Linked DNA regions of Sus scrofa: all the other regions are linked to region 1. The links are chromatin contacts, called in public Hi-C and HiChIP or PLAC-seq maps. All regions are on one chromosome and are shown on one strand. The core of a region is the stretch at or near the end of the contact, and the rest is flanking DNA. Distances in the headings are between cores, read along the strand shown. Region 1 has its middle 37 kb from the start of AKR1E2. Region 2 has its middle 240 kb from the start of KLF6. Region 3 has its middle 210 kb from the start of KLF6. Region 4 has its middle 84 kb from the start of KLF6. Region 5 holds the start of KLF6 (Kruppel like factor 6). Region 6 has its middle 16 kb from the start of KLF6.

Region 1 (3,249 bases), core at 69-2,568:
TTTCTGACTTCACTTAGAATGAGTCTCTAGATCCATCCATGTTGCTGAAGATGGCATTTGTTTGTCTTTTTTATGACTGAGTAATATTCCACCATGTATATGTACTGCATGTTCTTAATCTACTCATCTGTCAATAGACATTGAGGTTGTTTCCATGTCTTGGCTATTGTGAATAGTGCTGCTATGAACACAGGGATGCGTGTATCTTTTTCAGTGAAACTTTTGTCCAGATATATGCCCAGCAGTGGAATTGCTGGATTATATGGTAGTTCTATGTTTAGTTTCCTGAGGTACCTCCATACCATTTTCTAAAAGAATTCAGTGCTCCCTGAGTGGACTCTGCCTGAGGTTTTGTGTTTTAAAAAAACGATTTATTGTTCCCCTTGTGGCTCATCAGTAAAGAACCTGACTTGTATCCATAAGGATGAGGTTCCATTCCTGGCCTCTCTCTGTGGATTAAGGATCTGGCGTTGCTGTGAGGTGTGGTGTAGGTTGCAGACATGGCTCAGATCTGGTCTTGCCGTGGCTGTGGCCTAGGCCGGCAGATGCAGCTCCTATTCGATTCCTAGCCTGGGAACTTCCATAGGCCCATATGCTATGGGTGCGGCCCTAAGAAACAAAACAAAACAAAACCCCTATTTGTTATTATATTTATTTTTAATTAAAATATGGTTGATTTACAATGTTGTACCAGTCTCTGCTGTATAGCGAAGTGGCCCAGGCATATATGTATACATACGTATATATATACATTCCCTTTCCTGTGTTATTTTCCAGCATGTTTTATCCCAAGAGTCGGGATATGGTTCCTGTCCTGTACAGTAGGACCTCATTGCTCATCCATTCTACATGTACTAGTTTTATCTGCTAACCGCAAACTCCTCCTCGCTCCCGGCTTCCCCTTGGCAACCACAAGTCTGTTCTCTTATGTAAAAGAGCACTTTTTAGAGCCGTTTTAGGTTTACAACAAAATGGAGAGGAAGGTACAAATATTTCCCATATGCCCTCGGCTTCCCAAATGCCTAGCCGCCCCCGCCATCTACATCCCCAACCAGAACTGCCTTTTCTTTTAAACCAAAGATGAGCTTACATGGACTTTTTTTTTTTTTTTAATTTACAAAGAAGAGAATAAAAACTAAGTCGATCAAAGCCTCAGGAATGAATGGCCCACGTGCACGTCACCCCTCGTTTCACGTTCCTTTCTTCTCAGTGAAAAAGCTCATTTATCAGAAGCAAAACACAACCTTAATATCCGCGTGTGGCCGGAGAATTTGTTTACATGGACCTTGTCCTACCTCCCACGTCCTGTAGATGGAGCTACATCCTCAGGCACAAGTTCCTTGTTTCCACATCTTCCAGGTTTCAGGAAAGGACATCCCTGAAAGACAGTTTTAGTGTCTGCCCTGAAGACTTTTCATTGCTTTTACCGTGGGTAGTGCTACAACGTGCAAGACTTGGTGCTAAAGAAAAAGCACGTTTTTTTTTTTTTGGTGTGTGTGGCTTTTTAGGGCTGCACCTGCGGCATATGGAGGTTCCCAGGCTGGGGTCCAATCAGAGCTGTAGCCCCTGGCCTATGCCACAGCAACGAAGGACCCAAGCTGAGACTGCGACCTACACCACAGCTCACAGGCAACACCGGATCCTTAACCCACAGAGCGAGGCCAGGGATCCAGCTGGCATCCTCTTGCCTGCTAGTTGGATTCGTTTTGGCTGAGCCACAGGAACTCCAAAACAGAACGTTTTTGAGAGGCAAGTCTTGCACCTGCTCCCCTGTCTTTGCAGGGAGCCCGTTTTAAATAACATTGGCCAACATGTTGCTGGTATTTGGTATTTCTGTGCTTTGTGAACAGTTAAACTGCAAAAGGGCCCATTATTCGGAGTCCTTTTCCACAGGTGTTTCCTGTGTCCTGGCCTCGTCCCTTGCTCCGTGTGACTGAATGACCATATATAGCCAATTGCAGTGACCTGTTGTGTTTCCCCCAGTCGGTGAGCAAACATTGCCTATCTGTGGACGGAGGGGTGCACTTTATTTCTTCCCCACGTGGTTTCCAAGGGATGTGAGAACACAATGTGTCAGGCCGACAGGAAACTCAAAAAAAGAAACAGAAAGAGAAAAGGTTTTAAAGGATCTGACTGTGTCTGTGACATGGCACCGGATCTGTTCATGGATTCCAAAACCAGGAGGAGAAACTTGGTGCTTTAAAAGGAAAAGAAAAATCCAAGCGATGTGGAAAGGACTTTGAATAGCAATATTAATCTAGAAAACATTTTTATCAAGGGAATTTGCCTATGTCTTGGATGCTTTTTAACTTACTCAACAGGGCACTGAGTGCATTTTGCTTCTTGATATAAGAAGAAAAGAACCCTTCAAGAAGTTTTTAAGATGTTTTGTTATTCTTTCCTAGTAAATCCCAAATTTGTAGGTTGAGTCGGAGGCGTCTTAAAATCCAACCAATGATTTTAATTGTAACCGAAATATCATCTTGCACGTAAGACACGGTAATCATTTAGAAGTTTGCTGACAGAGATGCTCACAGCCAAGTAAATATTTTGCTCCACATTTTTAAGTGGGCTGTTAAAAATTTTACCCCTCCAGTGTAATTTTCATTCTCTAAAGCTATAATATTTTCAATAATCAAACCTCTTTCTTTTTTTCTTTTTTTGGATTAATATGTGAATTTTCAGATTGCGTTAATTTCACGAATGGAGGAACTTTACCTTTATGTTTCAAATAGTTCTCAAAATACTGGAATAACCAATGCCATGGTTAGAATTTGGATGTATCATGTATAATGGTTTTCAGAGGTTAGAGGATTACAGGAACATACGAAGTAGTGGTTCTCAAAACAATGTCTGGGGCTGGTCCTTAAAAAAAATTAAGATAATTACATTTTCTCAAAGTTATATTTACTATTATACAGATTCCCTTGTTTTGATTTATTAGGAAGATATTCAGGGCATATTCTTTTTTACGCATTCCTCATGAGATTCCATTAAAACAAATGGCTTTCCGGTCTGTACCCCTTTCCAAGTCCGTTAGTGATTTAATATTGATTTGTGAAAGACGCTCCATTACAAAACCCTTTTCTCATTGTCTAAATTCCCTGTGTTTAGGAAGCTTTTGAGACATCCAGGAATAAGCCAATTTCCCTAATGGTAGGAGAGAATTGTATGCTGGAGACAATAAAGCCTGGTCTGTTGACTCAGGCTCGTGCACAAGTATATGATTTACTAATTAAAAAAGAAGAA
Region 2 (3,153 bases), core at 242-2,741, 510 kb after region 1:
AGACCAAGAAGTAATTAAACAGAATCTTCTCATGGCATTATGTGCAAATTTTATATATAATTTTCAAGACAATATAAAGTAGATACTGTCGTCTGTTATCTAGATTTTACTTAACACAGATTCGAAGCAGCAAACTAGAAAAGTCATTTGAGAATTAAGTAATCACATTAGGAGGGCCCTTGGAAGGAAAGGTGATGGATTTTAACCAATCAAAGTCAAATAGAGAAAAAAAATAATTGCAAACATGTTGTGCAGATGACAACAACAACATCTAATCCTGGCTTTTAAATAATAATCAGGTCATCAAAAAGCTTAAAATCTGGAGTTCCCATTGTGGTGCAGCGGAAATGAATCCGACTGGGAAGCATGAAGTTGCGGGTTCGATCCCTCAACTCGCTCAGTGGGTTAAGGATCTGGTGTTGCCGTGAGCTGTGGTGTAGGTGGCAAACATGGCTCAGATCTGGTGTTGCTGTGGCTGTGGTGTAGGCTGGCAGCTGTAGCTCTGATTAGACCCCTAGCCTGGGAACCTCCATATGCCATGGGTGCAGCCCTAAAGAGACCAAAAAAAAAAAAAGCTTAAAATCTGTTCAAACCCCATTTAGAGAAAATTATTAGCATATTTTTAAAAATTATATTGATTTTATATGTTGAGTCTTGAAGTTAAAAAGGTCAGCCAGAAGAATTCCCTGGTGACCTAGCAGTTAAGGCTGCAGCCCAGCATTGTCACTGCTGTGGCTGGGGTTCAGTCCCTGGCCCGGGAAGTTCCACATGCCTAGGGCAAGCCCCTTGACAAAGAAAAAAGCCCAACAGGAAGAGTACTTGTACGGAATATATCTTTGTTCAATATAGTTAGATATAAATGAGAAACTCTTCATACGAAGTAAATTATGTTTAAAAATTTCCAATTTTGGAGTTAAAATTTCAGAAGCCTTTAGACTCATTGCCATGAGACAAGCACACTGGGGTAGTGGAATTTTGTCCAGACGCGTCTGATGATAAGTTTGGAGGGAGTCGCTCCAGATCGGTAGCCACACATGGAATAATTAGTACATAAAATAGTATATTATATGAATGAATGATGCTGAGTTTGTACTCAGAGACAAAGGTACGCATGATACATTTCTGAAAATGTGCATGAAAAGTGTCAGGAGCTGCTGTGGACTGAATGTCTGTGTCCCCCCAAATCCAGATGTTGACTTCTTGGCACCCAGTGTAGTGGTGGGAAGCGGGGGCCTGGGAGGTGATGGGGTGGAGAGGGTGGGGCCCTCACAGTGGGACCCACGCCCTCGCAGAAGAGACACCAGACCAGGGAGACCTCGCTCCTCCCCCGGCCGCCTGCAGACACAAGGAGGTGCAGGTTCCCCTCAGACACTGGGTCTGCAGGCGTCCAGCCTCTGCGCTGTGGGAAATAAGCTCCTATCGTTTGAGCCCCCATCTGCGGTGATCTGTTGAACCAGCCCAAACCGACCGAGACAGCGCGGAGAGGTAGACGACGCCCCAGACAACCAGGGAAATGCAGAGAGGGTGCACGTCAGCATCTTACATCTCCTGCCTTGCCTGGCATCTTGTTGCATTTTATTGTCCAAAACTAGGTTATAATTGAATCCGCTGGAAAATCCTAACCACATGATTTTAGCTTAGAGGAAAGGAATGATATGTGAGGATGATTCACTGTGCACTCTGTCCAAGAAATACACGATTTTTTGGTCAATGTCTTTAAAATTTCTGCTTTTCCACAGCTATGCTCATCAGTGTGTCCCGAGCATATCAACACTAATGTAAAGACCCTATCCAGTATCTATGAATATGAAAATCACTCCAGCGAAAATTATGTTCCCTCTGTGGGTGAATTTTAAAAAATCTTGTCATTGTAACAATGTGGAAACAGAATACTTACGTGTTGATGCAGCCAGGAGCGAGAGGACAAAATCAGCTCTCCTTTCAATGTGTTCACCCATAACCTAAATCTGATGGAAGTTAGGAACAGTTTTATGCCAAAATCCCAGCTTAGCCAAGCCTCTCGTTGAGTCAAAGGCGATAACAGATTCTAGGGTGAGTGATAAGCCTCACAGCGGGGACCCAGGATGCACCAGGATGTGTGAATCAGGGGATGGCAGCATCAGGTGGGCACCCCAGCTGCCTGCTCCTTCCCTGGCCACAGCCCCCCATCCTCTCACTGGGAACAATGACAGACATGCTTCCCAGCAGATTTATGTTCTGGAAAAAGAGAGAAAGGAAGGGAAACAGCTCTTGATTACGTTTGAAAAGAAACACACCTGCATCCTGTTCTAAGCATGTGGGAGACCAGTAAACAATTGGTTCAGCAAACCCCTTCTCTGGGCCCTCTTCACGACAATCTTCTAAGGCAGGGGCAGTTATTGTCCCATTTTTCAGATGAGGAAAATGAATGCCAGAGCGTTTCAAGGACGTCTTCCAGGACGCATGCCTCATCAGTGAGAGAGAGAAATGGTGTCGAAATTTTCAAAGCCAGTGCTCTTAATGAGTAAGTTATGTCACCCCCGATGCGCTTGAAATTGCCTGCCTTAGCCAGTCACGTTAACTCTTGTTAACAACTGAATAATTGATAAAAGTGAACAAAGATCCATCATGAACGATATTCTTTCAAGTCTCCAAAGAGAAAAGAGATTTCCTGCCAGAGGAGACTCAGGTCCTGCACGTGTTTTCCTAGCTGTGCTAACCAGAGCTCGCGCCACGCGATGCTTCTCGGGGCCATACGCCAACGGGGTGCTCTTGTCTCTCTCACCATAGATACTGTACATTGAAGAAGTACATGAAAATCTGCACTTGTTCTTCTGGCACGACGTCTCCTCTGCCCGCAGACAGAGCAGGGTAACTCTGCCACAATATGGAATTTTATTTATTTATTTATTTATTTATTTTTGTCTTTTTGCTATTTCTTGGGCCGCTCCCGCGGCATATGGAGGTTCCCAGGCTAGGGGTTGAATCAGAGCTGCAGCCACCGGCCTACACCAGAGCCACAGCAACGTGGGATCCGAGCCGCGTCTGCAACCTACACCACAGCTCGCGGCAACGCCGGATCCTTAACCCACTGAGCAAGGGCAGGGACTGAACCCGCAACCTCATGGTTCCTAGTCGGATTCGTTAACCACTGCGCCACAACAGGAACTCCCA
Region 3 (3,132 bases), core at 592-3,091, 550 kb after region 1:
GACCCGGGTGAAGACACAGCTTCAGAGGTTGCTCAGATGATCCCTTGTTGCTAAAAGCCTGGTGGAGGCCGTCTGGGTTACTTTGATTAAAGACTTGTCAACGCTGAAGAGTTTTCCTGAACGGGGCCTCTGAAAGCTGTGAAAGGTCACGGGCCAGAACCGAGAGAGGCTGATGATAGGGGCCCTGGGCAGCCTGCCCGAGACATTGGCTCCTGAAAAGCCCAGGGGGTCCCTGCGGGACACTGCCTGGCAGGCTGTGTGACCCCTGGGTTTGTCCCCCGCTTAAACCAGGGCTACCCAAATTCATTTTGCATCAAGAGTGGATAGACTGAGAGAGGAAAATGGTTTTAATTCCTCGGAAATAACCAGAAAACAGAACGTGGTCTCCGAGGAGAATTTTCTTCCTGGGCAGGCTTTCCTATTCCAAACTGTCAGAGCACCTGCAGGGCACTTGAGAGTTCCCGCAGAGCAGCACGAGACCCGGACGTATTTATGCCTCTATTTCTTTCTAATTGTTACTGCAGCACAGCCGATTTACAGCATTGTGTTATTTGCAGGTGTACAGAAAAGTGATTCATTGATGCGTATCTATGTGCATATATATTATTTTCCAGATTCTCTTCCATGATAGGTTATTACAAGATATTGAATATGGCTTCCTGGGCTGTGCAGTAGGTCCTGGCTGGTTATCTATTTTATATATAGTAGTAGTTGTATTTTTTTTTTTGTCTTTTTTTGTTGTTGTTGTTGTTGTTGTTGCTATTTCTTGGGCCGCTCCCGCGGCATATGGAGGTTCCCAGGCTAGGGGTCCAATCGGAGCTGTAGCCACCGGCCTACGCCAGAGCCACAGCAACGTGGGATCCGAGCCGCGTCTGCAACCTACACCACAGCTCACGGCAACGCCGGATCGTTAACCCACTGAGCAAGGGCAGGGACCGAACCCGCAACCTCATGGTTCCTAGTCGGATTCGTTAACCACTGCGCCACGACGGGAACTCCATTAGTAGTTGTATATTTTAATCCCAAATTCCTAATGCTTCCCTTCCCCAGCCCCTTTCCCCTTGGTAATCATAAGTTTATTTTCTGCATCTGTGTTTCTGTTCTGTAAATAAGTTCATTTGTATCATTTTTAAGAGTCCACATATTAGTGATAACATATATTTATCTTTCTCTGACTTAACCTCACGTGGTTTGATTTTCAGTTGCTCTCGTCTTCAAATATGTTCTCTATCACAAGCTTTTATTCACAAATTCTTTGCTGTAATAAAAACATTAGGATGGGTCTCCATGGAATTAATGAGACATTTTTAGTCATTGGAGAGAAAAATTCAATGGATGTTTTCCCACGTTCACTACTCAGAACCTTGGGTGAGGTCCAGGGTTTGAAATCTGAAACTTGAAAGTTCAAATTCTTTGTGGAATTTTCCTCTTGAAAATGTGTGTTACCTCCCCAGTTTTGAATCCTGGCCCCACGCTTCCTTTGTCCCCTGATGGACACGGTTCAGAATCCTTTTCAAAGATGTGCATTTAGAACTGCTCCCCACACGGCTGAGAAACGAGTCGAGGCAGCTATCAGTGAGCGTTAAAGATTACGGAGGATTCGCATAAGAGCCAAGACCCCGAGGGATGAGTTCGTTGTTACACTGCACACAGTAGAAACAGTTGGAGTCAGGGACTGAGACTGGGGGGGGGGGTGATTAAGGAGAAACAGGACGCAAAGAAGCTCCTCTGGAAGAGGGGTGCTCTTGGCAGAGAGACTGCCTCCGGGGGCCAGGAGAGACAGGCCGCAATGAACTTGGGGTCTGCGCTGGACCCGGGGCATCCCTGAGTGGGTTGGGAGCTGGCTAGAGAGGCTTAAGCCTCGGGACGTGTCATCACTCTGTTTTCGTTTCGAAGGGCTGGCTGTGGGCTCCGTGCTGAGGACAAGCTGGTGGTGGAGCGTGTGGGGAGGGAGCAAAGCCAGAAGGACGGGAAGGGCCACGCAGCAATTCAGGGCCCCGTGAGGGCCTGTCCACCACCCAGCACCCAGCCAGGGATGCAGAGGGGCTGGGGTCCAGGGAGCCGCTGGGGAGAACAGAAGCTGGGGCGTGTGAGGAGAGGAAGTCACAGGGAACCCCAAGGAACGGGCGGGGGTGGGGGAGCTCTCATTTCCTGAGAAGTTTGGAAATTGGGGTGTTTTCCAAAATTGTGTGTTTGAGAGGCTAATCTGGTAACCCAGGGAACTGCAGAGCAGACAGTGAGTTCTGAGCCTCTGGGCTGTTTGTGTGGACTTGGAAGTCTGCAGGGCATTGGGTGTGTGTGTGTGTGTGTGTGTGTGCGTGTGCACGCGCAGCACTTAAAGCTACAGCGTCACCAAAGGAAAGCATCCCAGGACTGAGCCCAGGATGTTCCAGATGAAAAGGAGCAAGGGCTACAGGCAAGGGCCAGGGTACCCGGGGCCAGGAACGGACACATCCTCAGGAAGAAGACGTGCCCTCTGTGCCTGATACCAGTGACGGTCAGGGGAAGTGATGGATGGGGACACAGCGGGGACGGTGACCCCAGCGGGGCTGTTAGGAGAAGCCTGCTCTGGCGGCTCCTACAAGCATCCCCCAGGGAACCGTGAAGAACAAAAACAGACAATGGTCAGTGGAGGAAAATTAAGCAGCGTGACAAACTGAGAAAAGAAACGAAAGTGTCATAAAAAACGCGCGTGTGAAGGGACTTGGGCAGGAGGGCCCTGCAGGGTGGCCTCGGAGCTGTCCTTGGATTTGGCAGGTACAGCGCGATTTTATAGGGAGAGGGAGCCAAGCTGTGCTGGGATAAGGGGCAGCCAGCCTACCTCTAGACGTCTGGTACCTGAAGAAAGGAAGATTGGGAAGGGTCATGGCTCTGACCTCCAAATATCTCGGGTTGTATCTTACCCAGACACATGCCTTTTCATGTTTTAACAGCTCTGAAAACAGAAGGCATCTTGGCAATTGATGGCAGTTTTCAGTGTTTATTGGCAGCATTTTTTTCTTTCATTCTCTGTGGCTCATAATGTTACGGTACATTTTACGATCCATGTTGCTTAGATTTCATAAAACATGGGCACAGAATGAATGACTAAGCCAAGGAGAAAGAAGAGTGTAAATGGACATAAAGATGCAA
Region 4 (3,252 bases), core at 115-2,614, 670 kb after region 1:
CTCCCACACCATCGAATAATGACTTGCAGTCAGAATACACGGGATCGCATGTGAGAGATGCAGAATGACAGCCATGCAGGTTATATGAACTGTCAGTCCTTAGAAAATTGAAATAGTTTTCAAACCCAGAAACCACTCATGATAGCTCTCTTTCTCTTTGCCTTGTTTTAAAATACAACCTTTGGGAGTTTCCTGGTGGTACAATAGATTAAGGACCTGGCGTTGCCACTGCCATGGTGTGGGTTCCATCCCTGGCCCAGAAACTTCCACATGCTGGGGGCACATCCCTAGTAATGATAATAACAGTAAAATACAGTCTTTGTCTTTAAAGACATCCAGCTGGGGAATTCTAGCGCTCCTCTGACAATAATTAAAGATTTCCAACTGTCAAGCCCAGGACTCGACAAGGCAGTACCATCTTCTGTGAGGGAGCAAGATGGGAGGGACTCTGTTTGGGCTCCACCCCACCCCCACCCACTGTGTTGTCCTGGGCCAGCTCCTCACCCCCCGTGACCTTTCCGTCTATAAAGCAGAGGTGATAAAAAGTCCTTTCCGAGTTGTCCTGAGAGCTACCTGAGACCATCCAGGTAAAAGGTCCATCGTAAAATGGGACGTCCCCTGTGCCTGTCCCCTGCCTGACTTTGACAGGCTGACTTCTGTGTCCGGTGGGAAACAATACCAGCCTATTCTCAGGAGAAGACAAGGGGAGGAACCCCAAGTGATAGTGACAGGGCCTAAAGGAAGTCAATGCGGTTAATAAAATACGCTTAGCCATTTAACTGGATGGCCTCCCAAAGCACCCAAAGCTGGGATTTTATGAATAAAATACTCCGTGGAGGAGAGGCTGCAAATCCAAATACCTGCGTGGGCCAAGAAAGGCATAGAGAGAGAAATGCAGGCTGGAAGTAAGAAAAACTGGCGTATAAGCACCATCGTGACTGGCAAGGATCACCTGACCTCAGCAGGGGCCACTGTGAGGCGTGCTGGAGACTGCGGAAAAGGGAAGAAGGCAGTTCCCCTGCAAAAGGCAGGGGCTACCCCCTCATCTCTGGCCCGCTGCAGCCTCGGGGAGATGCGGCTCTCGTCTTGCTAGATGGCCACCACTTTCAGCAGACAGCCACTAGATGCGTACATCAACTCTTCCCCTTTCTTCATGTTGGCTCACAGTCTCTCCCCTAAAAATACCACGCAGATCAAAACTGGGGGCCCCCGGGTCTACCTGCCAGCTTGCACCCCTGCGGGGAAAAGACAGGCGGCAGGAGATGGCCCGGCTGGAGGCTGAGCATCCGCCGTGTGGATGCCAAGATTCGCGCTGCTCCCTCGCCGGCTGATCTGGAATGTGGATGCCATCAGAGACGCCGTCACAAGAAAAGTGAAAGCTGAGTCAGAGCCGGGTCACTTGTGGGAAACGACCGCTGGCATCATGGGGCCTCAAGTGAAACTGACCTTTTCTGTTTTTCTCTCTCCTGCCAAACATTCCCGAGTCCAAAGTACCTGGAGATGAAACCAAAACATACCGCTCTGGCCAAAGAGCCTTTGATAGCTGAAGAGGTGGGTGGCAGGCGGCCCAGGGGCCAGGCGGGAGGGCGGGGAGTCCCGTCCCCACAGGTCAGTTGAGCCCAGAACAGACGCCCAGAGAAACTGAGGCCGAGAGGGTCCCACTCGGCGCTGAAGTCCTGGCAGCAATATTTTCACAACATCTTAGATAACAAACAAAAAGGACCATGTGTACAAAAATAAACACCGCCGTTAAAAGAAAAGTAATCACCCAGAAACAAAGACATGCTTTGATCTTGGAAAGAAACCCTCGTTAGTCTGTCCCTTTGATGAGAATCTTAGTGCCTCAGGCCAGTAGCTCCCAAACAACTCGGGCCTAGAGCTGAATGAAATTACAGAAAATAGAATTTATCTACCAGTCTTAATTTAAAATTGGACGTCAGACCAGGGTGTGCGGAGGTGGGAGGCGGTGCTCTTAGGGGATGTCAATCAATTAGCACCTGTATCCTCAACTTTGTATTACTTATAGACGTATTGGGTTTTTTTTTTTTTTGTATCCTGATAAAAATAGATACATTTTTGATTGGTGCAAAATAGCTGATTCAGTTAAGACTGCTCGTAAGGTAGTGATTTTCTTCTTGCAAGGCTTCAAAGACATCAGCAGTGGATGCAGCAGTAAAACGGGATATTTAGTTCTGATGTACAAAGAAACTCAGTATTTCAGGTTCCACATGTACAATGACACCTGCAAAAATAAACGTGAAGATATAATTTTAAGGAACAATTCCATCTCTATAATTTTTTTTTCCACCCCCCTTTTCCTAGACCCCACCCCCTTGTCCCTTGGTAAAAAATTGCTGCCTGCCATGCCGTTCGGCTGTCACCGTCAGAGTGTGCATTAAGCAGATCTCCGTACCTTTGGTCGCCTGTCAGGGTCACCATGCCCGGAGATAAGCGCCCCAGAAAATAGCTCCCTATCGTGTTGCTCCAATTCGCTCCTTACTGAAGTCACGTGTATCCACAGAGGTCAATGTGCCAGGTGCGAGACTAAGCACAGAGGCTGCAAAGCTGGTGGGTTGTGACCTTGCCCGCAGGGAGCCCCCTGGCACCCACCCTCAAGCCCTCTGACTGGGTAGAAGTAGCCGATAACTTTATCAGGTCCTCGACGACTGGTCCTGAGGTCAAGGATGGTGATTTGACCTCCTTGGTGACTATAGCCAATGGTTATTCTTCACGCATTTTTTTCTCAGCCACGCCCACAGCATAGGGAAGGCCAGGGATTGAATCTGAGCCACAGCCACAACCTAAGCCAAAGCTGCAGAAACGCTGGATCCTTAAACTCACTGCACAGGGCCAAGGATCAAACCCATACCTCAGCAGTGACCTGCACTGCTGCAGTCAGATTCTTCATCTGCTGCGCCACAGCAGGAACTCCTTACCAAGCATATTTGACTAATAAATGATTAGCAGCCTCAGGAGCAAAAAGGAGCAGGGCAGGGGAGTCTGGGGAGACCGGTTTGTGTCCGGGGGCAGACTTAGGCTGGGAGGTCATCCAGCCTTGGGAATGCCCTGACTATAACTGACCCCAAGGCTCAATTTTGCCAGGAAATTCTCCTTCGAGGGAAAGGTGGACTTGTTCTAATTTACCACGTTCCTCGCCTACCTTGAATTCACAGGCGTCTCCGGGAATGTCTAGAAATGTGAGATGATGGCTTAAATAAAGTGGGCAACCCAGCAAACCGCTTTGAGCATGTG
Region 5 (3,239 bases), core at 678-3,177, 760 kb after region 1:
TGGTTCAAGGCAAAGCCATTCCTTCCCATTCCTGGAAACTGGACTCAAGGCCCACATCTTCCCCAAGGAGGGCCAGTCACGTGCTTTGTTTCAGGAGGTAAAAGAAGACGGAACACATGCCAACAATCACTTTAATCATTCATTATGAGTCATCCTCATAGGCTCTTTAATACAATAGATACACTACGATAATTACCTTTCCTTTGGACTGACAAAAGTCCCACCTAGAATCTTTTAGGCTCATATTCCTTGTACACTCGAGTCTGCTAAACTCTAACATACAAAATCCTCTCAAAATTCTTAAACAGACTTCATTTTTTTTTAAACTTCAAAAGCATGTTCATTAAACTCTATTTTGAAATAAAAGTGAAGGTAGTAGCTGTAATTCAATTTTCTATTTCAAGTTTTAAAAGGCACATTCTACATGTTCTTGGTATTTTTTTCTTGAAATGATCATGGGATATTTCAGTAGATAATTTACATATATTAAAAAAAAAAAACCCACCTTGAATGTCAGCTTCAACCTAATTTAAACTGTTTACACGCTAAGGAAAAGTCTAGTCGTTAACCTTGGTGAGAGTCCTGGAACCTTCTTGAAATGAGGACTGCCCTGTGGTGACAAGTAAAAGGACACTTTCCAGACCCCAATTCCCACATTTTAGATTCACCTGGGAAGCGTGTTCCAAACACAGTGGCTAGGACAGCCCCTACCCCCAGCTCCGATTCTGCAGGTCTGGGGCCAAACTCCGGAAAGTGCATTTCTGAAATGTGGGCAACTGGTACCATGCTGTTCTGAGAGCAGTTAAGGCACCCTCATTTTTTGCCCCCTTCATAAGGGGCCCAAATTTTTAAAAGAAAAATGTGGTCTCATAGAATCAAAACAAGCAGGTCCAACGTGGGTCTCCCCAGCCATTCTGATCCTTTCCCTGCAGGTTCCGCAGGCATCTGGGGGCACAGGTGGGTCCCCCAAGTGTGTGTCCTTTCCACGGGAAGGGGGCGGAAGGAGGGAGCTCAGAGGCACGCACCACAGCGGCTCTGGAGCATCTCAGGCCCCTCCCTGCCCACCTTCCTGCCCCGCCACCCCCCCACACACACCTGTGGGGATGCTCTGTCCACCACACCTGGGTCGCAGGGGCCAACTTAGGACTGCGGGGTATGGAGCAGGTACAGAAGGGGACTGATGGGGAGGGGTGACAGGAGACAAGGGCGGGGAAGAGGGGGAAGAAAGAAGGGGACGGAAGACGGGGATACAGGGAGGACCGAGAGGGAGGAAGGGACGGCGGGGGCCAGAGAAGGGCAGGTCGGCCCGAGGCTGGAGGGGAGGGGCGGAGGGACCCCGTCTGGCTCCCCTCAGCCCCGCGGCGGCGCACTGAGCCGCTGAGCCGGGGGCAGGGGACAGGGCCCGGATGACCGGCGTGAGGAACGCGCGGGCCCGGGCTGCGGGGACCAACCCGGGTGATGGGGACGAAGACTGGGACCAGGACGACGGGGGTGCGGGGACCGGGGACGGGACGGAAGGGACACCCGGCTCCCTCGGCCCGGCAGCGGCGCACTCAGCCGCTCGGCCGCGCACCTCCCAGCACCGACTCCTCCGGCGCGCGGCGGCCCGCGCCTTATATACCCTGCTAAAAATAGCCTGCGAAGCCGCTTTCCAATCAGAGCCGGCCGAAGTTCGAATTCAGCCAATGGCGAGGGCTGTGATGGAGAGGCTCGGTCACGCCAGGCGGGGCCGCTGTGAGCCGCCGCCCGCCATTGGCCGAAGCTGACATCATCTTCGCGCAGCCCCCGGGCCAGGCGCGGCGTGATTGGGCGGTGCGATGGGCGGGCGAGGGCGAGTCACGTGGGGAGGGGAGGAGGGGGCTGGGCGGGGAGGAGGGGAGGCTGGCAGAGGAGCTTTGAATAGGGAAGTTTTGCAGGGGTTACGTTTGCAGTCAGTCCGGTGTTTGCAAATATTGTGTGGGCTCGAGAGTGCGTCTCCGGGCTCCGGCAGGATCCGAACCCGCGGCGCCTAATTGCTGCGCACTGAGTTTGCATGAACTTCCCCGGCGCTGCAGGCACGACTGCTGCGCTCCCGACTCCAGACCGCACACCTCCCTGTTTTTACAACAGCAGTGACTGTCTTTTCCAACCCGACATGGATGTGCTCCCAATGTGCAGCATCTTCCAGGAACTCCAGATTGTGCACGAGACTGGTTACTTCTCGGCGCTGCCCTCCCTGGAGGAATATTGGCAACAGGTAAATAGGAATTTTCGTGGGCCAGGTGCCCCGGTGTGCCGAGGAGGGAGTGCATGCACGCACCGACAGGACGGTGTGTGGTTGGAGGTGCATTTCTTCTTCTTCTTTTTTTTTTTTTTTTTTTTTTTTTAGTGGTTTGGGCAAATTTTTTTAAATTAAAATAATTAGTCCTAAAACGTACTTCTCCTGCCTCCGGTGAGGAAGGCACTTTAAAGAGGCCTTTACGGCGTGGAGCGGAGTTGACATTTGAGTGGGGCGCAGCAGCGCTTGGTCACTCCGAGTGTTTTTGCCCGTTTCTGGGGCTTATGAACTACCAGCTCCGGAGGGCAGACCCAGCTCCGCGGCCTGATCCCGGCCCCAGCCCTTGGCAGAAGTTTGGTGCTTGTACCAGCTCCAGACTCCACAGCTGGATCTGGTCATATGAACTTGCATGGACTGCCAAGGGTGTTGTTGTTGTTGTTGTTGTTTTTAAGGGATTTTGTTTTTGTTTTGCTTTTTGGTGTTTGTATGTAGAGGTGGTTTTTTGGTTTTGTTTTGGGTTTTGTTTTGTTTTGGTTTTTTTTTTAATTAAGAATTAAACCAGCAGAACATCCGCCAGCTCCTTTTCTCTAGCAGGCCATTTTCAATTTCTTAACCTTCTTTGGAATCCTTACGATTTGCCTCCATCTGCCTTGTTTTTCTTACCTGTTTCTTTCTTTGACCAGAGAAAGAAAAAAAAAAAGAAAGAAAGAAAGAAAAAAAAAACAGTGTTTGCACAAACAGTGACTTATCAGTCATATGACAATGAGCCGGTCCGTATTGCTTCAAGTCTGAGTTTGGGAAGAAGAGCCTGTTTCCGGCATTTTTTAGTGGGTCTGGAATTTGGGGCATTGGACATTTGAGAAACTTAATTTTTCCCCTTCTGATTCATTGGGATTGCCTGGAGGGAGGGAGATTCTGACACTTGTCCCATTGTCTTTAAAGGGTGGAAGGAGGTTTGGGGTTGTCTCTACCCTACGAGGCT
Region 6 (3,039 bases), core at 331-2,830, 740 kb after region 1:
ATAAGAGCAGGGTGCTGAAATCTGCTGCTAAAGTCCCATAACCGACCTCTGCCTGCAAGGAGCCCGCAGCACCTCCCCAGGACAACAGCCCAGCTCGCTGTGCCTCCCGCGGCCTTCCCACCGCAGCCCCACCCTGAGGTTGGCCGCCTGGAGGCTGAGCCTAAGCACAGGAGCCCTGCAGAGAGATGGGTTTTATGTCTTTAAAAGGTTAATAATAATAATAATAATAATAATAACTCTCACGCGTAGCCGTTCTTTAAGAGTTTACCCAGAGTGGAGTGTGCCTCTACGGCTCTGGACACCAGGAGTTTCTTACTAAGAGTTTCAGTGCCCAGTCAAGAGGGCACTTATCGAGCTTCTCCCCTGGGCTGCTGTTCCGCAGTGGCATGCTCTTTGGAAATCGATGCGTCCGTCCAGGTGATTATTAAATATGGGGGACCCCTGCAAGGTCCTTCCAAATACCAAGAGAGGAACCCCTTCTGGACTCTGACCTGATGCTGACCTGGCTGTCACGGGGATCAGCGGGCGAGAGTCTAGATGATGAAATCAACGGAGGGCCTGCCAGGAAGTGCCCTCTCTCAGAACTCCTTTGCCATGCCCACCCCGATGCCCAGGCAGGCAGCTTGAGGTCTGACAGAAACCGAAAGACACTTAGTAATAAGGACGGGCGAATCCATATCGAAACAAGCCATTTTCCTTACATTGCTTGACACATTTGTGTTTACACTGAAAAAGCAAAAACCCCGTTCCATTAGTGGGAATTTAATTTTACTCTTTGAGCAAGTAAGTTATGTAACTAGCTAAAAGGAATGCAAAAGCAATTTGCAAACATGAAATTGCTTTAAGGAGTAAATGTACGATGATGCTATTAAGATTATCATCAAAATTCAATTAAATGTTCACTAGTTTTTAGTTATGAGAAAGAGAACATACACAGAAGTGAAACGCTAGCCAACCATTTAATAATAATTAATGGAAGCAACGTTTCCTGATTCTGCCCTGAAAGTTAGTGAAGCATTTCAAATACATTTTATAAAAACAAATTTAAAAACTACCTGGAGTTTCACTCCGCACGCCTTGGGAATTTGAACACTTTCACAGATGAAAGTTTAAGAATTTTTCTGTTTTGTGCAAAAAGTTTTCCTTTTATTTTTTTTTTCTGCTTCCTGTTGAAATGGTTACTTTCACCCATATATGGCTCCAAAGCGCACAAGCCATTGCAGAGTGCCTGTTGAAATTACTCACTCTTGGCCTAGAGCTAATTTTGGATTTCATTCCTCACAACATCTTCCGGGAAAGCGGTGAGCGAAAATAGGGTCACAGCGCACACGTAACTGCCGGCGGCATTCTTGAACGGAACCGTGCATGTTTTTGTATTTTGTTTACTTGGCCTTCGGAACATCTGTTTATAAAAAGTTGCCCCTGACTACTGGGAAACACGCTTTTCAGCGTGTGTGTGTGTGTGTGTGTGTGTGTGTGTGTGTGTGTGTGTGCGCGCCCGTTGGAGGACTTTGAACGCACTTGCTGATTGCAAAGCAAGGCAATAGCTTTGTGGTGACATCAGCTTCCACTCCCTTGTACCGGGAACTCACTGTCCTCAGAACTGAAAGTCGGGAGTGGGTGCCGAAGGTTGTTCGCCTGTGAGTGTGTTTCCTGCCGGGCCGGCTGACCACGCCTGGGAAGCTCACAGCCTGCAGCGTGCAACAAAGCTGCTGGTTCTTACAGGCCCGGCGTGAAGACTAGTTCCTCGGGTATCCCCGGAGCACGGCCACGGCCACGTAGAATCACCCCGGCAGCCAGCCTGCCCCAGCCTCCCCGGCTGCCAGCTCGTCTGGCCCTCAGAACAAGCCCAAAGGAGCCCCTCAAAACGCTCTGCCCCTTGTGACACGAAGGGAAGTTTTACCATGTGCTGCCGAGTGTGTGTTCCACACCCGCAGCCAAAGCTCTCCCTGCCAGCCCCTCCACGACGGGACAGGCACATCTGCTAATGTGCTTAGGGACACACAGAGCCATGCACTTCCTTCAGTGCGTCTGGGAGGGGCTCTACCCGGGGTTCCAAGAACCATTTCATTCCGAGCATAGAGGAGTGGATGGGACACACACACACACACACTCACACGCGAATGTTCTTCCTGACCCCCGTCTTCCCCCAGTAATTCGTGTCACTACATGAATCTCATTTCCTCAATGTCACATAGAAAAACAAATTAAAATGTTGTAAGACGTCTCTTTTTGCCCAAAAAGATTGAAAATCAGTTCTGAAGGGGAAACCGTGTTTTTAAGCTCTAGTGTGTTTGTTCTGTTTTTTTCTTCTGAAGGTGACTGTCACTGGGTCAACTTGGACCCAGACCGTGGACAAGCCCCGGCCGTGACGGGGGCTGCCCTTTCGGAGCCAGGAAGCACCAAGTAGATGATGACGAGGAAGACCGGGCCCCCAAGTAGCATCAGTGTGGACAACCACCGCAACAGACACAGAGGCTCGTTGTTTGCCAAGATGCCCAGTTCTGGCTTGTCTGTCTGGCGGGGCCCGGGGGGGCTCAGGGTCCAGAGGCGAGCAACGTGACTGCATACCGTTCAGAACCCCAAATCTGAAACACTAGCAATAGCCCCTGGATGGGGCTACTCTTATTTCTTGTTTCCGCTGTTTGTTTTTCCTTTGGGGGTGATTTTTTTAGGGCTGCACCCTGGCATATGGACGTTCCAGGCTAGGGATCAAATCGGAGCTGAAGCTGCTGGCCTACGCCACAGCCATAGCAATAACCAGACCCTTAGCCCACTGAGCAAGGCCAGGGGTCGAACCCACATCCTCATGGACACTTGTTGTGTTCCTGACCTGCTGAGCCATGACGGGAACTCCTGGTGCTACTCTTAACAGATGGGCAGAACCACCCCTCTGAGGAGCTCTCCTGGGAGACAGAATGAGCCGTTTTCCCAGGGGTGTCAGGAGCTGGCGGGAGGCACCCTCGGTCTGCAGACCGGGAGAATCTATGAAATGAGTCTGAGCATCCCCAGGCCACAGATGAGGGAACCGAGACCACA

What was found. Hi-C and Micro-C count contacts between places; a contact is called where the count stands out from the background. HiChIP or PLAC-seq counts read pairs in DNA pulled down with a chosen protein or histone mark.
Region 2: a contact with region 1 is called in a Hi-C map of adipocytes, with 2.0 times the contacts expected there. The contact joins two enhancer-like sites. A contact is called at or near these places in 5 of 47 Hi-C or Micro-C datasets (adipocytes, embryonic fibroblasts, fibroblasts and 2 more) and 1 of 2 datasets of contacts at active chromatin or transcription factors (skeletal muscle).
Region 3: an H3K27ac HiChIP or PLAC-seq map of skeletal muscle shows a contact between it and region 1, with 5 times the contacts expected there. The contact joins two enhancer-like sites. A contact is called at or near these places in 5 of 47 Hi-C or Micro-C datasets (embryonic fibroblasts, fibroblasts, heart right ventricle and 1 more) and 1 of 2 datasets of contacts at active chromatin or transcription factors (skeletal muscle).
Region 4: a contact with region 1 is called in an H3K27ac HiChIP or PLAC-seq map of skeletal muscle, with 7 times the contacts expected there. The contact joins two enhancer-like sites. A contact is called at or near these places in 3 of 47 Hi-C or Micro-C datasets (embryonic fibroblasts and fibroblasts) and 1 of 2 datasets of contacts at active chromatin or transcription factors (skeletal muscle).
Region 5: an H3K27ac HiChIP or PLAC-seq map of skeletal muscle shows a contact between it and region 1, with 15 times the contacts expected there. The contact joins the promoter of KLF6 here to the enhancer-like site in region 1. A contact is called at or near these places in 13 of 47 Hi-C or Micro-C datasets (alveolar macrophages, brain, embryonic fibroblasts and 9 more) and 2 of 2 datasets of contacts at active chromatin or transcription factors (alveolar macrophages and skeletal muscle).
Region 6: a Hi-C map of skeletal muscle shows a contact between it and region 1, with 4 times the contacts expected there. The contact joins two enhancer-like sites. A contact is called at or near these places in 8 of 47 Hi-C or Micro-C datasets (brain, heart right ventricle, mesenteric adipose tissue and 5 more) and 2 of 2 datasets of contacts at active chromatin or transcription factors (alveolar macrophages and skeletal muscle).

Annotation. Positions count from the first base shown.
Region 1 is chr10:65,728,768-65,732,016 of Sscrofa11.1, forward strand. No RefSeq gene overlaps it. Among named protein-coding and RNA genes, the nearest start is that of AKR1E2, 37 kb to the left of the region's middle. Within about 2 kb of position 1,319, at least 10 of the 83 cell types and tissues checked have an H3K27ac peak or open chromatin away from gene starts, as enhancers often do. A contact at or near this core is called in retroperitoneal adipose tissue and skeletal muscle, where this site is marked.
Region 2 is chr10:66,242,055-66,245,207 of Sscrofa11.1, forward strand. No RefSeq gene overlaps it. Among named protein-coding and RNA genes, the nearest start is that of KLF6, 240 kb to the right of the region's middle. Within about 2 kb of position 1,492, at least 10 of the 83 cell types and tissues checked have an H3K27ac peak or open chromatin away from gene starts, as enhancers often do. A contact at or near this core is called in skeletal muscle, where this site is marked.
Region 3 is chr10:66,273,625-66,276,756 of Sscrofa11.1, forward strand. No RefSeq gene overlaps it. Among named protein-coding and RNA genes, the nearest start is that of KLF6, 210 kb to the right of the region's middle. Within about 2 kb of position 1,842, at least 34 of the 83 cell types and tissues checked have an H3K27ac peak or open chromatin away from gene starts, as enhancers often do. A contact at or near this core is called in skeletal muscle, where this site is marked.
Region 4 is chr10:66,402,562-66,405,813 of Sscrofa11.1, forward strand. No RefSeq gene overlaps it. Among named protein-coding and RNA genes, the nearest start is that of KLF6, 84 kb to the right of the region's middle. Within about 2 kb of position 1,365, at least 19 of the 83 cell types and tissues checked have an H3K27ac peak or open chromatin away from gene starts, as enhancers often do. A contact at or near this core is called in skeletal muscle, where this site is marked.
Region 5 is chr10:66,486,518-66,489,756 of Sscrofa11.1, forward strand. It overlaps KLF6 (Kruppel like factor 6), which reads left to right and starts at 1,928. Exons shown (of 5, transcript NM_001134353.2): 1 at 1,928-2,236. The coding sequence starts at 2,135.
Region 6 is chr10:66,470,666-66,473,704 of Sscrofa11.1, forward strand. No RefSeq gene overlaps it. Among named protein-coding and RNA genes, the nearest start is that of KLF6, 16 kb to the right of the region's middle. Within about 2 kb of position 1,581, at least 53 of the 83 cell types and tissues checked have an H3K27ac peak or open chromatin away from gene starts, as enhancers often do. A contact at or near this core is called in retroperitoneal adipose tissue and skeletal muscle, where this site is marked.